Linked DNA regions of Mus musculus: region 2 is linked to region 1. A link is a contact called in public HiChIP or PLAC-seq data. All regions are on one chromosome and are shown on one strand. The core of a region is the stretch at or near the end of the contact, and the rest is flanking DNA. Distances in the headings are between cores, read along the strand shown. Region 1 overlaps Usp12 (ubiquitin specific peptidase 12). Region 2 overlaps Urad (ureidoimidazoline (2-oxo-4-hydroxy-4-carboxy-5) decarboxylase).

Evidence for each region. HiChIP or PLAC-seq counts read pairs in DNA pulled down with a chosen protein or histone mark.
Region 2: an HNF4G HiChIP or PLAC-seq map of pancreatic cancer cells shows a contact between it and region 1. The contact joins two enhancer-like sites. A contact is called at or near these places in 4 of 39 promoter capture datasets (the C10 cell line, hippocampal neurons, liver and 1 more), 4 of 115 datasets of contacts at active chromatin or transcription factors (craniofacial prominence, embryonic basal ganglia, microglia and 1 more) and 1 of 9 other capture datasets (embryonic stem cells).

What each region holds. Positions count from the first base shown.
Region 1 is chr5:146,754,879-146,760,728 of GRCm38.p6, forward strand. All of the region lies in intron 3 of Usp12 (ubiquitin specific peptidase 12), which reads right to left. Among named protein-coding and RNA genes, the nearest start is that of Usp12, 37 kb to the right of the region's middle. Within about 2 kb of position 3,248, at least 55 of the 459 cell types and tissues checked have an H3K27ac peak or open chromatin away from gene starts, as enhancers often do. A contact at or near this core is called in pancreatic cancer cells, where this site is marked.
Region 2 is chr5:147,312,181-147,318,448 of GRCm38.p6, forward strand. Urad (ureidoimidazoline (2-oxo-4-hydroxy-4-carboxy-5) decarboxylase) reads right to left here. Exons shown (of 2, transcript NM_001039678.2): 2 at 2,804-3,285. The coding sequence ends at 2,924. Among named protein-coding and RNA genes, the nearest start is that of Urad, 7.1 kb to the right of the region's middle. Within about 2 kb of position 3,196, at least 57 of the 459 cell types and tissues checked have an H3K27ac peak or open chromatin away from gene starts, as enhancers often do. A contact at or near this core is called in pancreatic cancer cells, where this site is marked.

The DNA.
Region 1 (5,850 bases), core at 1,998-4,497:
AACGAGGCTGAGCAAACTCTGAGAGCCCGCTTACGAAAGGAAAAGACCGGGCAGGCCACGCGCTCCAGAGTCTGATTTAGCAGGAGAGGACTGAGGCTTTTCAAGACTCCCCCAGCTGACAGTCATGCAGTCAGGTGTGGATCTGCCATCAAGAATTTTCCACTCAGGTCACATGATCACTACAGTCCACTCCGATTCTGAACTCCAAGAACGTCCTTCCCAGCAGCCATGGACAGATATGGCACAAACACTGGCTACTCCTTGAATCCCCTAGGTGCACGTGAGTTCTCTTCGGTCAGTAGGCTCAGGCCCTACTTTGTATAGTACCTGGGGACTTTATTTTACAAGGGCTGAAAAAGTAAAGTCTTCCTGCCAGGAAAAACGAAGCAAATAAAATAAAATACGCCTCCCCCAACCCCAACTTCGAGCCCACTAACTGAAAAGAGCTGCAGTAGTAAACTTTGCTTTTACATCCTCAATCACTGTGAGGAAACCCACAACTGTCTCTTTTAAAGCAAACACAGGGTGGGAATGTAGCTCAGTGGTAGAGCACTTGCATCCTGAGACCCTAGGTCAACTCCTAGCGCCTCACTACACACACACACACACACACACACACACACACATGCACGCACGCACGCACGCACGCACGCACGCACGCGCACGCCAACACACAACAACAACAACATACATCTTTAGAAAAAAAGGAGGGAATGTCTAAAACAGAAACTACGAAATGCTGTTTTTAAAGAGCTACAGATGAACAGTCAGCTCCATGCATTAGGTCATTTCCAAAGCCAGGGCCTTTACAACATTCCCTTGGCGAGTGTGGCTGTTGGATCAAGACTGTCTGAAGCTGCAGGCAGTGTCATTCACCTGAGACGCAGTTCTCAGTCACCACCAGGCACCCGGCACGTGCAGCTGCAACAGATTCTGAGCACTGAGAACACAGAACTGTAAGCTCAGAGGCCCCCACGGCTACACTGGCCCCCACGGCTGCACTGGCTCCCACGGCTACTGTTGATGATGATGCTAGGGAACACTGGCTTCACAGACAGCATGAATAGAAGACAGAGTAAAAGAAGAGTACACACTACGTATCAGTCACCCATGTGTGCTACAACTAACATAAGACCAACTCCTAAGCCTTTGCAAAGGTAGAAGAAAACCAACTAGAAAACTGGCAAAGGAAATGAACAGGTGACACAGACTAAAAATTCAGATACTTAGCAATACTTAACTAACTGGGAGACGAAAACTAAAACAGGGCAAGCACGATTTTGGCCATCACTTTGCCAGTGTGAGAACATGCCTTACTTGGCATGAGTGGAAAGGGTCACTCGTCAACACTGGCGCTAGGGCAATAGTGGAATGGCAGGCATGCGCTGAAGGGCAGTCTGCATGGGGGTTCTAACAAAATGCCGTCTAGCGCTCAAGAGTGCAGCCAGGTGAATGTGGTCGCACAAGGAAACAGAAGTCTGGAGATATCCTAGATGCTTCTGAAAACAATGGGTCAAGTTTAAGCCATGCTATGGCTCTGCTATGGTCGTGAGGGAACAGCTCTCCGTGAACACGGGGCATGGCTACATTTCCAAAACACTCAGTAGGAAGGAAGCGGAGCATGTACGGCTCCATCAAACCCGACCTGCACTTTCTCTGTGGACATGATTAAGTGCATATAGAAAGCGCTGCTAAGATCCAGCTGGTCCTCGGGAGCGTCTAGTTTCTCTGTGGATTCTCAGACCACACAGCATATTGATTATCCACTCAACAATGAAGTGCAGCGTGTTGTGCAAGCCTCCCCACCCCGCTCTCCACCTGCGTGCTGCATACCCTTCCCATCCGGCTGCTTCTTAAGCCCTTTCAGTGTTTTCCTTCCTTTCTCACAGGGTCTCACTCCATGACTCAGGCTGGTCTGTATCTCATAGCAATCCCCATGCTTCAGTCACCAGTGCTGCGACTCTAGGTGGGAGCCACCACTCCTGTGCCTCAGCCTGCCCCATTTCCACCACAACTTACCCAGTGTTAGGTGGCTCCCCTGACTTGGCCCACAAGGTCTCCCTGGATTCTATACTGAGAATAACAAGTTTGTCTTGTAGATCTGAGTCTTTCTACCTCCTGTACTGCAGGGTAAATTCCCACAAACCCTGCCCAACTCGTTCCTGCCCAGCTTTCGCACACTCAAACCCATTCTGCACATTTCAATCTCAAACCAATGCAGTAATAATGCAGCTGGAGTGGCCCTTCACCCCTGCCTGCTGGATTCCAGGCCCCGAAAGCCCCGTGAGACGTATAAGAGCCCAAAGCCCACGAGTCCCAAGGCTGCAACATGCCCTAGTCCAAACAGACTTAACATCAATTTGATCTTTAGCTCTCTATACTTGCATGCTGTGATTTGCCCATCAGGGACAGTTGATCCAAAGCACTGTGGCCCACTTCCCATTCCTACAAGCAAGAGCACTGCAGGCCACCCACCCCTGCACTGAGTGTATGCTGCTGACCACTCCACAAACCCTCTCATGGTTCCACCTGAAGCCATGCAAATCACACTACAAGCTCTAGGCGGCTCTAAAGGTGAGATAGCGGAAGTCAATGACCTTTAACCTTTGCTCTCAGTGTGGCAAACCCTCTCTGAGGCACTACTTCCTAATGCTGGGGCTCCTCCTCCATGTCCACCCTCCCCGCTGCTTCTGGGCGTTGTCTCTCACCTACCTCTGACTTTCCAGCCTGCAGCTGCCACTTCTAACTTACTTCATGCTTGCTTGAGTATCAGAGCCCGCCAAAGGAAAAGCATAAAGATCTATCCATACAGAGAGCCACCACCCTTTCACTGACTAAATGCCAGCTTCTCCCAACTCACTGGTGGCCTGACTCACAGACCACCCCAATATCCACGGCAACCTTAATATCTCAGTGTCAAGGTCACTTCCTTGAATGAACCTCTTTTTCTTTAAATACAAAAACAGCAAAACAAAACAAGAGACAGCTTTTCACTTGCTCACTAGTGTTAAGAACCAGAAGAATGATAAAAAGACATTAGAAAATCAGAATGGCCTGGGTGATGCCTCTTACCTGTGACCTTGACACTGGAGGCTGAGACACATTGAGTTTGTTTAGTTTGATGTCAAGCTGAGTTACAGAGTTCAAGGCTCGTGTAGGCTTCAGAGGAGATGCAAGGGAGAGGGAAGGCAGGGTGAGGAAGTGAAGGGAGGCAGGAAGTCTTTCTAAGAATAGCTGGGAACCTAGTTACCAGCTTCGATGATTACCTCATGGCAGTGGGCAGCACACACTGGATCAACGCCACCATCTCTAACACTGTAATCTTCCCTTAAAAGCCACTTTCACGTATATGCACGTTCTTTCAAAACAACTGCTATGCTTATTCTTCAAAGATGCAAACGAGTTTTTAATGAAAATCTTCTTGGGGAGGAGAAAGGAGTGAGTAGTCCACGTACCAGTGGCTTCAGATCCCTGAAAAATGCCCTACCTTGAACTTTAGAACTGATACAGGAGGCAGGGCAGCAGCCCCATGTCTTCAGTAAATGTTATGCTCAGTATACCAGCATCTTGCAACCCCCGGACAGACGATGGCTACTTACAGTTTAAAGGGATCAGCAGGATTATACAAATATCAACTCACAGCCAGAGGGAAGAGCTGAAGGGTTGCACTGTACTGCTTACAATGGCCACGTTTTCTTCCTAATACAGAAATAGCTAGAGCTTTCATAAGAAAGCAGTGTGCTGTTCTTAGGTGAAACAGAACTGGATAAAGTAAACATGAGAATTATACTCAAATCTTTCTAACAGGTGTCATTTACAAACGTCTGGCGTGTGCTCCTTTGCAGCACGCCCAGGCTTACACGCACGGATTTATGTTTTCAGTGACACATGACTTTGTCATCACTCCACTCTTCACATTCAGATCCCGTCAGAACCAGACCCTTCCTTAGTCAGCACAGCTGCATTGCTAGCACAGCAGGGGTGGCGGCAGGGACCCAGGATGTGATTAATGTTTTTTGAATGAATGAATGAATGAACAAATAAATGAATGAACAACTGAACAAAAACAGGTGTTCAAACAGCTATGAAATGTGCAAAAAGATGTGGCTCATAACAACGTGAAAAAATGCATACACGCATACATACATATATGCCATATCTAGTATACAGGCTAAGGTTTATAAAGTCAGACAGAGCTCAAAGCCACTGATATGGCTCAAGGCCACCTTAAGGTCTGAGAACTGCTCAGCTGACAGTGAGCACTGACAGTCACCTCACTCACCTGTGTGGCATTTCCTCCATGGTAAAATGGCGCCTACAGGAAGCAGCACTGGCTAGAGGGGCTCACAGCGTCCCTGAGGACTGCAGCAGCCCTGCCTTACCCTTCAATGCTGTTCTCACCATCCAATACCCATCCATGCATGGGGCTCCTGTCCCAATGACACCTACAGCCCCTGACAGCTTCCCAGACTCCGTAACTGTTCTGTTCCGGCTGGCCACCCTCCAGTGCACCTCACAGCACTCTCCAGCACTCTCTGCTTCCATCCCACTTACCTAGGCTGCCAGGCGGCCTCTAATCTCACCTGATCAAAAAACCTAGGATAGCAAAAACTCTTCTCAAGGATAAAAGAACCTCTGGTGGAATCACCATGCCGGACCTAAAGCTGTACTACAGAGCAATTGTGATAAAAACTGCATGGTATTGGTATAGTGACAGACAAGTAGACCAATGGAACAGAATTGAAGACCCAGAGATGAACCCACACACCTATGGTCACTTGATCTTTGACAAGGGAGCTAAAACCATCCAGTGGAAAAAAGACAGCATTTTCAACAAATGGTGCTGGCACAATTGGCAGTTATCATGTAGAAAAATGCGAATTGATCCCTTTCTATCTCCTTGTACTAAGGTCAAATCTAAGTAGATTAAGGAACTCCACATAAAACCAGAGACACTGAAACTTATAGAGGAGAAAGTAGGGAAAAGCCTCGAAAATATGGGTACAGGGGAAAAATTCCTGAATAGAACAGCAATGGCCTGTGCTGTAAGATCGAGAATCGATAAATGGGACCTCATAAAATTGCAAAGCTTCTGCAAGGCAAAAGACACCGTCAATAAGACAAAATGACCACCAACAGATTGGGAAAGGATCTTTACCTATCCCAAATCGGATAGGGGACTAATATCCAACATATATAAAGAACTCAAGAAGGTGGACTCCAGAAAATCAAATAACCCCATTAAAAAAAGAGTGTCCCTACACCCACACTAGATGGCTGCTCACACTTCCATGCTACCTCTGCTTGTTTCTCCTTCCTAGTAAAGTCACACCACATACACACAGAGTTGTGGGCACTCGCCCTCCCCTGTGGAGGGTCAGGCCTCCACAGGGCTGGTATACAACAGGAAATCAGTATGCAAGGATCAATGTGAACAAGTACCTAGTCATCAAAGATAGCACCGGCCGTGGTGGCGCACGCCTTTAATCCCAGCACTCGGGAGGCAGAGGCAGAGGCAGAGGCAGGCGGATTTCTGAGTTCGAGGCCAGCCTGGTCTACAAAGTGAGTGCCAGGACAGCCAGGGCTATACAGAGAAACCCTGTCTCAGAAAACAAAACAAACAAACAAACAAACAAACAAACGAGTGTTGCTGTGGAGCTGAAGGAGTCCTGTGCCTGTGCACATACCGGGAGATAAAACCTAGAACACAGACTTGTTGAATGAGTAGAAACCAAAGTCTGTTCCTTCTCCAAATGCAAACAATTAACAAATGGAAGCGGCAACGAGGGTGACTGTGCTGAGAACGCATGCGCCTCTAACCCTGACCCGGGACGGAAGAGGTCAAGGCAG
Region 2 (6,268 bases), core at 1,946-4,445, 560 kb after region 1:
GATGCATTTTTTTTTTTTTTTGGAAGTTCCATTCTAGATTTTTCTCCAACTGACTGTAAAGGTCTTCATTTACTTTTGTTTCATAGTAAACACCTTCTAGGGGTGGAGAAGGAAAGAAAATCTCCATTAAAAAAAAAGTTGAAGCTGATATTCTGTGACTCAACTTGGAAAGCTGTCAGTATAAACTGAGTAAAGGTTACAAATTGAATGTGTGTCTCCCTGCTCTTCCCTGCTTTAACTACTAGAGTCCTTAACTAATCAAGGCACAGAGTAAGTTTTGGTTTTTTTGTTTTTTTTTTTTTTTTTGCCCCATTCACAGTCTCCAGTTACAAAGGTGAAGGACCCAAGCTCACAGAGATGGGTTCCTGATTTCTGAGCTGAGCTTTGTGCTTTGGAGGCCCTTTAACAGGAGCGTTTGCCTGCTGGGCTCGGATGTTTTTGTAAGGGACACTGACAATGGGGAAGGTGAGGAACGAAGCACCCCCCCCCCCGCGCGCATTGCCCGCCGCATTGCCTCCCCCCCCACCCCCCACATTGCCCCGCGCGCGCGCGCGCGCGCACACACAGACACACACACACACACACACACACACACACACGGATGAATTGTCTGGTTTCCTACTGTAGTCAAAACACCTTATCCTCAAATTAGACTGTCTGGTTCTTTTTCATTTTCAATCTTTTATTTTTTTCTTGACGAATTCCTAAGTCACATATTAATTGTTCCCACCGAACGCAAAACAGCTATCCTTGCGTCCTCCTGGAGTTTTCTGGGCCACAGGAGCGGTGCCTGCAGCGCAGTCTGGTCTCCCGCATGCTGCGCAGCAGAGGAGAAGAAACAAGGACCAGCGCCAGGCACAGGCTTGTCACTGTTAGAGCCCAGATACGGAGGAAGGAAACTACCGACCATCCCTCCGCAACATGGGTCACCTGCCAGTGTGGGAAACCGGCCTCTGCTACTTGGCTCCCTAGAAAGGGGTCTGAGTTGCCGGAAACCCGTCTTTCCCAGGTCCCGGATGGCATCCAGCATTGCGCATCCTGCGCTGGCCTTCGGGCTACCAGCACTCCAGCGTCTTTGGAAGAGTCCATGAGTAGCCCACTCCTGTCCCCTGGTCCCCCACCCCACCACCCAAGACGCCAGGTGCCCAACCGGTGCCCTATCTCGGAGGGATAAGCTCTCAAGTGTTGAAATGCAGTTATGTCGCTGGATAGACCGGGTTGTTCCAGAGAGGCACAGGTTACATCTAGAATTGTAAAAATAGCCCTGGAAATCGTGTCTCCTTGGATTCTCTGCATTGCTGACTTAGCAAATTTACATAAAGAGGGTGGATTCGGCATTTTAGAGCCTGGTTATCTAAGGGTTGGGTTTATCCCAAGGCTAGACAGAATGCTTTGAATTATAGTGGGTGATTTTGAGTGTCTGTTTTGAGTGTGTGTTTTGAGTGGTGTGTGTGTGTGTGTGTGTGTGTGTGTGTGTGTGTGTGTGTGTGTGTGTAAAAGAGAATGGGAGACACACAGAGAGGAGACACAGGGGGGTGGGGGCAGGGAGCAGAGCCAAGCAGGGCTGGCATCCTCGAGCACCTGGTGTCCTTCTTTCCTGCATGGCTCAGGCCTAGGATGCTGACTGAGGACTGGCAGCTTCCAAGGCATCCTTTCCCGCATTCCCACTTTGTTCTCACTGCTCAGGGACGTAGGTGAGGTGACAGAAGAGCCAACAGGCAACTTTACTTCGATTCTGAGTATTCCAGGAGGGGATTAGGTCTGTGGACCATCATGCATGTTCAGAGCCCAAAAGCTGTGGCACAGCTCTTTATGGAAAGGGAAAGAGGGTGGTTTTTTGTTTGTTTGTTTGTTTTTGTTTTGGGTTTATTTTGCTGTTCACTATGGAAAACCAACTCTGCTTCCATCTCACCTGTCCCTGTTGGGGAAGTCATTTATGGTTTGTTGCTTTTTTGCCAAGAGAAGCCCTTAACTCTGTGTTCTTGGGACTCATTAACTCTCTCTCTCTCTCTCTCTCTCTCTCTCTCTCTCTCTCTCTCTCTCTCCCTCCCTCCCTCCCTCCCTCCTTTTTTCGGAGAAGAAGGGGGAATTCGGCCATGCCCCCCCCCCCCACGCTGGTGGTGTTGCTTCTCCAGTAGCCACAGCAAGCTGACTGACTCTGGAGAGCCAGGTTTGCAAGCTCCCAAGTCTTGTTCTATTGGGAAGATTTCTATAAGCATCGTCCCTACCCCTGTATTATCAGCTCCATGGGATACAGTCTTCACCCTAGGCTCCACAACATTCAGGGCTGTCCAATAAATACTGCTATTTTTTAATATTGCATGGCTTGACAGGGCACTCCAGGCCACCACTAAGGGCTGACCATCTGGAGGGACAAGGGTGATACCGGCTTCTGACCATCAAACCTTTCCAACTTGGGCACACACACACACACACACACACACACTTTTTTCCCCATAGGCTCTCAGAGAGAGAAAATCGCCTCTGCTCACATGTAAATATCAGGTGAATCAAATGAAGTGGGAGATGAAAGACCACTATGGAAAGAAAGCCCCTACCACGGTCTTCCCGTGCCTTTGCGCTGCCAGTTCCCCGCTTCTCCCCCACTAAGCGGAAAAGAATCAGTAGCCCGGTGGGAGCTCTGGAATCTTCCAAGGCTAGAGTGTAGGCAGGGCACAGAGTGGAGAATTGAAGCAACGATCTGGATAAATCAGGGGCAAAGCGCTAAACCTCTAGAATGTGACTTATTTTGGTGACGCGTGCTCATGTGGATGGGTGCACAAAGGATGCATTACTCGTGTGATTGCTTCAATTCTCCACTTCCTTTGTGTGGGTGTATGAATTGTCTTTCCAGGCCCAAGCCATTCCGGGGCGCAGGGTGTCCCCTCTCTGAGGCATCCTGCTGGAGTTCCGATCCCCAGTCTCACGGTAGTTCCACCCTGGCGGAGTGGGAGTGGGCACCGAGCAAATCTGTCAGGCGCAGGTGGCTGATCTTCTTCACTTCACCCAGGGCGGTGCGCAGCTCGGATTCCGGCTGGCACTGAAGCCTGCGGGCTAGCTCTCGGGGCACAGTGGCACGGTCGCTCAGGCGCGCTGCCAGAACGAACGGAAAGCCGAAGCGCTCACGGTACTGAGCATTGAGTTGCTGCAGCCGCAGCCTGTCGTCGGTGTCTAGGCTAGTGAGACCTGCTTGGCTCTGCTCACGCTGTGACTCAGCAGTGAGTGTGCCCTGTTGCAGATCACGGCCAGCTAGGTCCGGGTGACAACGCAGGATGCCTTCCTGGCCTGCGGAGAAACACAGACACACTTCAGAGAGTTACTCACTGCAGATCAGAAAGCCAAGCCGGGTCCCCAGGTAGTGGTGTCCCTTTCCACTAAAGGGATGCGAGCCCCTCGGTCCCCGCCAGGACCTGAGGGCGGGTGCGAGTGTCAGGTTGGTCTTTCAGACCTAGGGGGAACGCGTAGAGGAGGAGAGAGGGCAGTCGGGAGGCTGGGAATTTACGACCTGCTCTGCCGAGAGCTGGGGAGTGATAAGAGGTCCCAGCTACTCCTATCTTTTCAAAGTCCTTTGCTCTCAGGGGGGCTTTGATGTTGAAAGGGGGCCGGATGCGAGGGCCCGAAGACTTCCGCCAAAAGCCCTGGAATGGGCTTCGTACTGTCTCAAAGGTGAAAAGACAGGGGCGGGGTGGGTCCAGGGGATAATATCCAAGGGGCTTGACAAATAAATGCCCAGATTTTGTGACTCTGAGTTCTGGGTCTCTGGAATGAGACAGCCAAGGAGCCTCACCGGTCGATTAAGGGCAAAGAAACTCATTTCACCGGGATTTCTTCCGCCCTTGTATGAAAGTGGCTCGACCTTTTGTTATTGTTTTGTTTGCTTTCTTTTGTTTTGTTTAATGACGGACACCCATTTCTGGGGTTGTGTTGTGATTCTTTCTCCTACTGACTTCAGAACCCAAAAGAGCCCAAGTGGACAAAAGCTTTTGTTCATGGAGGCCTTGAAAGCCTAGCTATGGTGTAGCACCGGGGTTTCTAATGCCAACACCAGGGGGTTCTTGGGTGTTCTGGCACACTGTGTCTTTTAAGCACCCTAAAGAACGAAATGGAATTCTAGGGATCAATAAGATCTCAAATGTGGCCAGAAGGACAGCTCTCCGTAAAAAGGAAGGGCCCTCACACCTAACTTACTATAACTGGTTTCCCCACAACCTGGCACCAAATGTCCAAGCAGTTCATGTTAGTAGGAAGTCCACGAAAGTGGAACCACAAGGTATAACTGCCAGCCCCCATCCCCCATCTTCACTAAGCAGGTGTCTATCTTTGGCAGTGGGAATAAGTGAAGCTTTGTTGGAAATGGGAAATAATTCAAACGTCCTTTAGTAAATGTATCTCAATACCCCACAAAGAGGAAAATCCCTTTTAAACATGGTGCAGCCCTCGCTTCCTCAAATGTAGCCCCCCCCCGCCCCATCCCCCCTCCCCAATAACAAGATGGGGAAAAAAAGCATTTGCAAAAGCTAACTCATGGCTAGAGTCTCATAGAAGGGACTCTAGCTCCAGAGGAATCCTGGACAGTTTCTTCTGACCTCCTTGGATACCGAAGCACAAAAACAAGTGACAAACGCACTCATAAATAAAAATAAAAAATAAAAAATATTTTAAAAACGGACATTCACTGAGGACTCAGAAAACAAACGTGAGATCATCGGCCCTAGGTCACAGGTGTACCCTTCCCTTTAAACCCACAGCCCCCCCCCCAACATAAGGGACAGTCAGGCCACCAATCCCAGTCTTCCAACACCATTGTTTCTGACTCCCCTTTCATGGGTACCCTGACTCTAGGCCACCCAGAGTTGGGAGTTCTCTTCTGTACTGTAGCTTGTAGCCGGGCTTTTCCGTGTGGTGCGAAAATGTGAGTGTTAAATTCCCCACCCAGGGGGCCAGGGGCTGGTGGTGCCACGCCAGGACCTGAGCAGGGTTGCCCCACATCTACCCAATTCCAGGATGGACACACAGCTGGGGCTGCTGCAGGGGAGTCAGGCATCTCTTTGCTACTAAAAGACTGCACACCCCCAATCTAGCCTCTCTTATTCTGAGTTTCAAACAGCCCCCCCCCCCGAATCCCCTCCCTAAGGGGGATCCAATTGTTCTACTGTACGTCCTCCCGGGCACTCCAAGCTGTCAATGAAGTAGTTATAGGTGGGATTCTAGGAAATGGGGAGGTCTTTTCTCTCACTGTCCCTCACCAGCCTCCCAGCGCGCATGGGTGGAGCTTGAAGCCAGAGAGCGCTGCCTAGCAGTGTCCCACAAACCTTCTTGCCCTTACATCTCTCTTCTCACTCTTCCTAGGGTTTATCTTCACTCTTGAAAGCATCGCCTGGGTTAATGTTCACCCAACAGTGAGATGTGTTTTCTACTCTTGCAGAGAGGACAAGAGGAGGGGAAAGAAAAGTGGCCCAGAATAGGGTAGAGCAAAGGGCAGGGGGGAAAAAAAAGACACTAAATTAGTGGAACCGAAATTTACACACACACACACACACACACACACACACACACACACACCCCTTTCAGTTGAACTCTGGGATGGTAACCTACTCAGAAGAAACAAAGGTGGTTTGCCCAGCCAAAGACCCCACCTTCACTGCTCCAAATCATGATGCCTTGGGTACTGCCGGGGATAGCATCTACCTACAGGCCCACAGCAAGGGCCTTTGCTAGTCCCCACCAACACAGTATCTCCTTTAAGGTACCCTAGCTGTGCCCTTTAATCCCAGCGGGAGGCTGGACACTGTGGATGGCCAGCCTGCATTCCTGAGTCTCCCTACTTGGGTGGCCCAACACCGCACAGTCTCCAGTCCCTCACCCACCTCTTAAACTTTTTGTGGAAATTCTGATCTCTCCAGCTATGCCACTGGGTGTCATAACTACAGAGTAGACGTAGGGTGGGTGTTAGTTACAGAGAACGCAGGACACAGGTGTCTGCACATAGGAGATTTGCGCTCTTTCAGAATCCATAGGAGAAGGGCAGGGTAGGCAACAGCGCCCCCTGGGCAAGAGGCAACTGCCCATTGCCCTGTCATATGCTCCCAGTCCTGACACAATGGACCATCTGTGTTTCCTAGCAAAGACCAGTTCCTTTACCAGCGTTCTTCTTGCTAAAAATTTACTCCGTTATTTTAAAAGGAGCTCTTTTACATATTTATTTTATTTTAATTTTTGTGTGTGTTTATACATGTGTGTGAATGTAAGCATGTTCACGCACATGCCT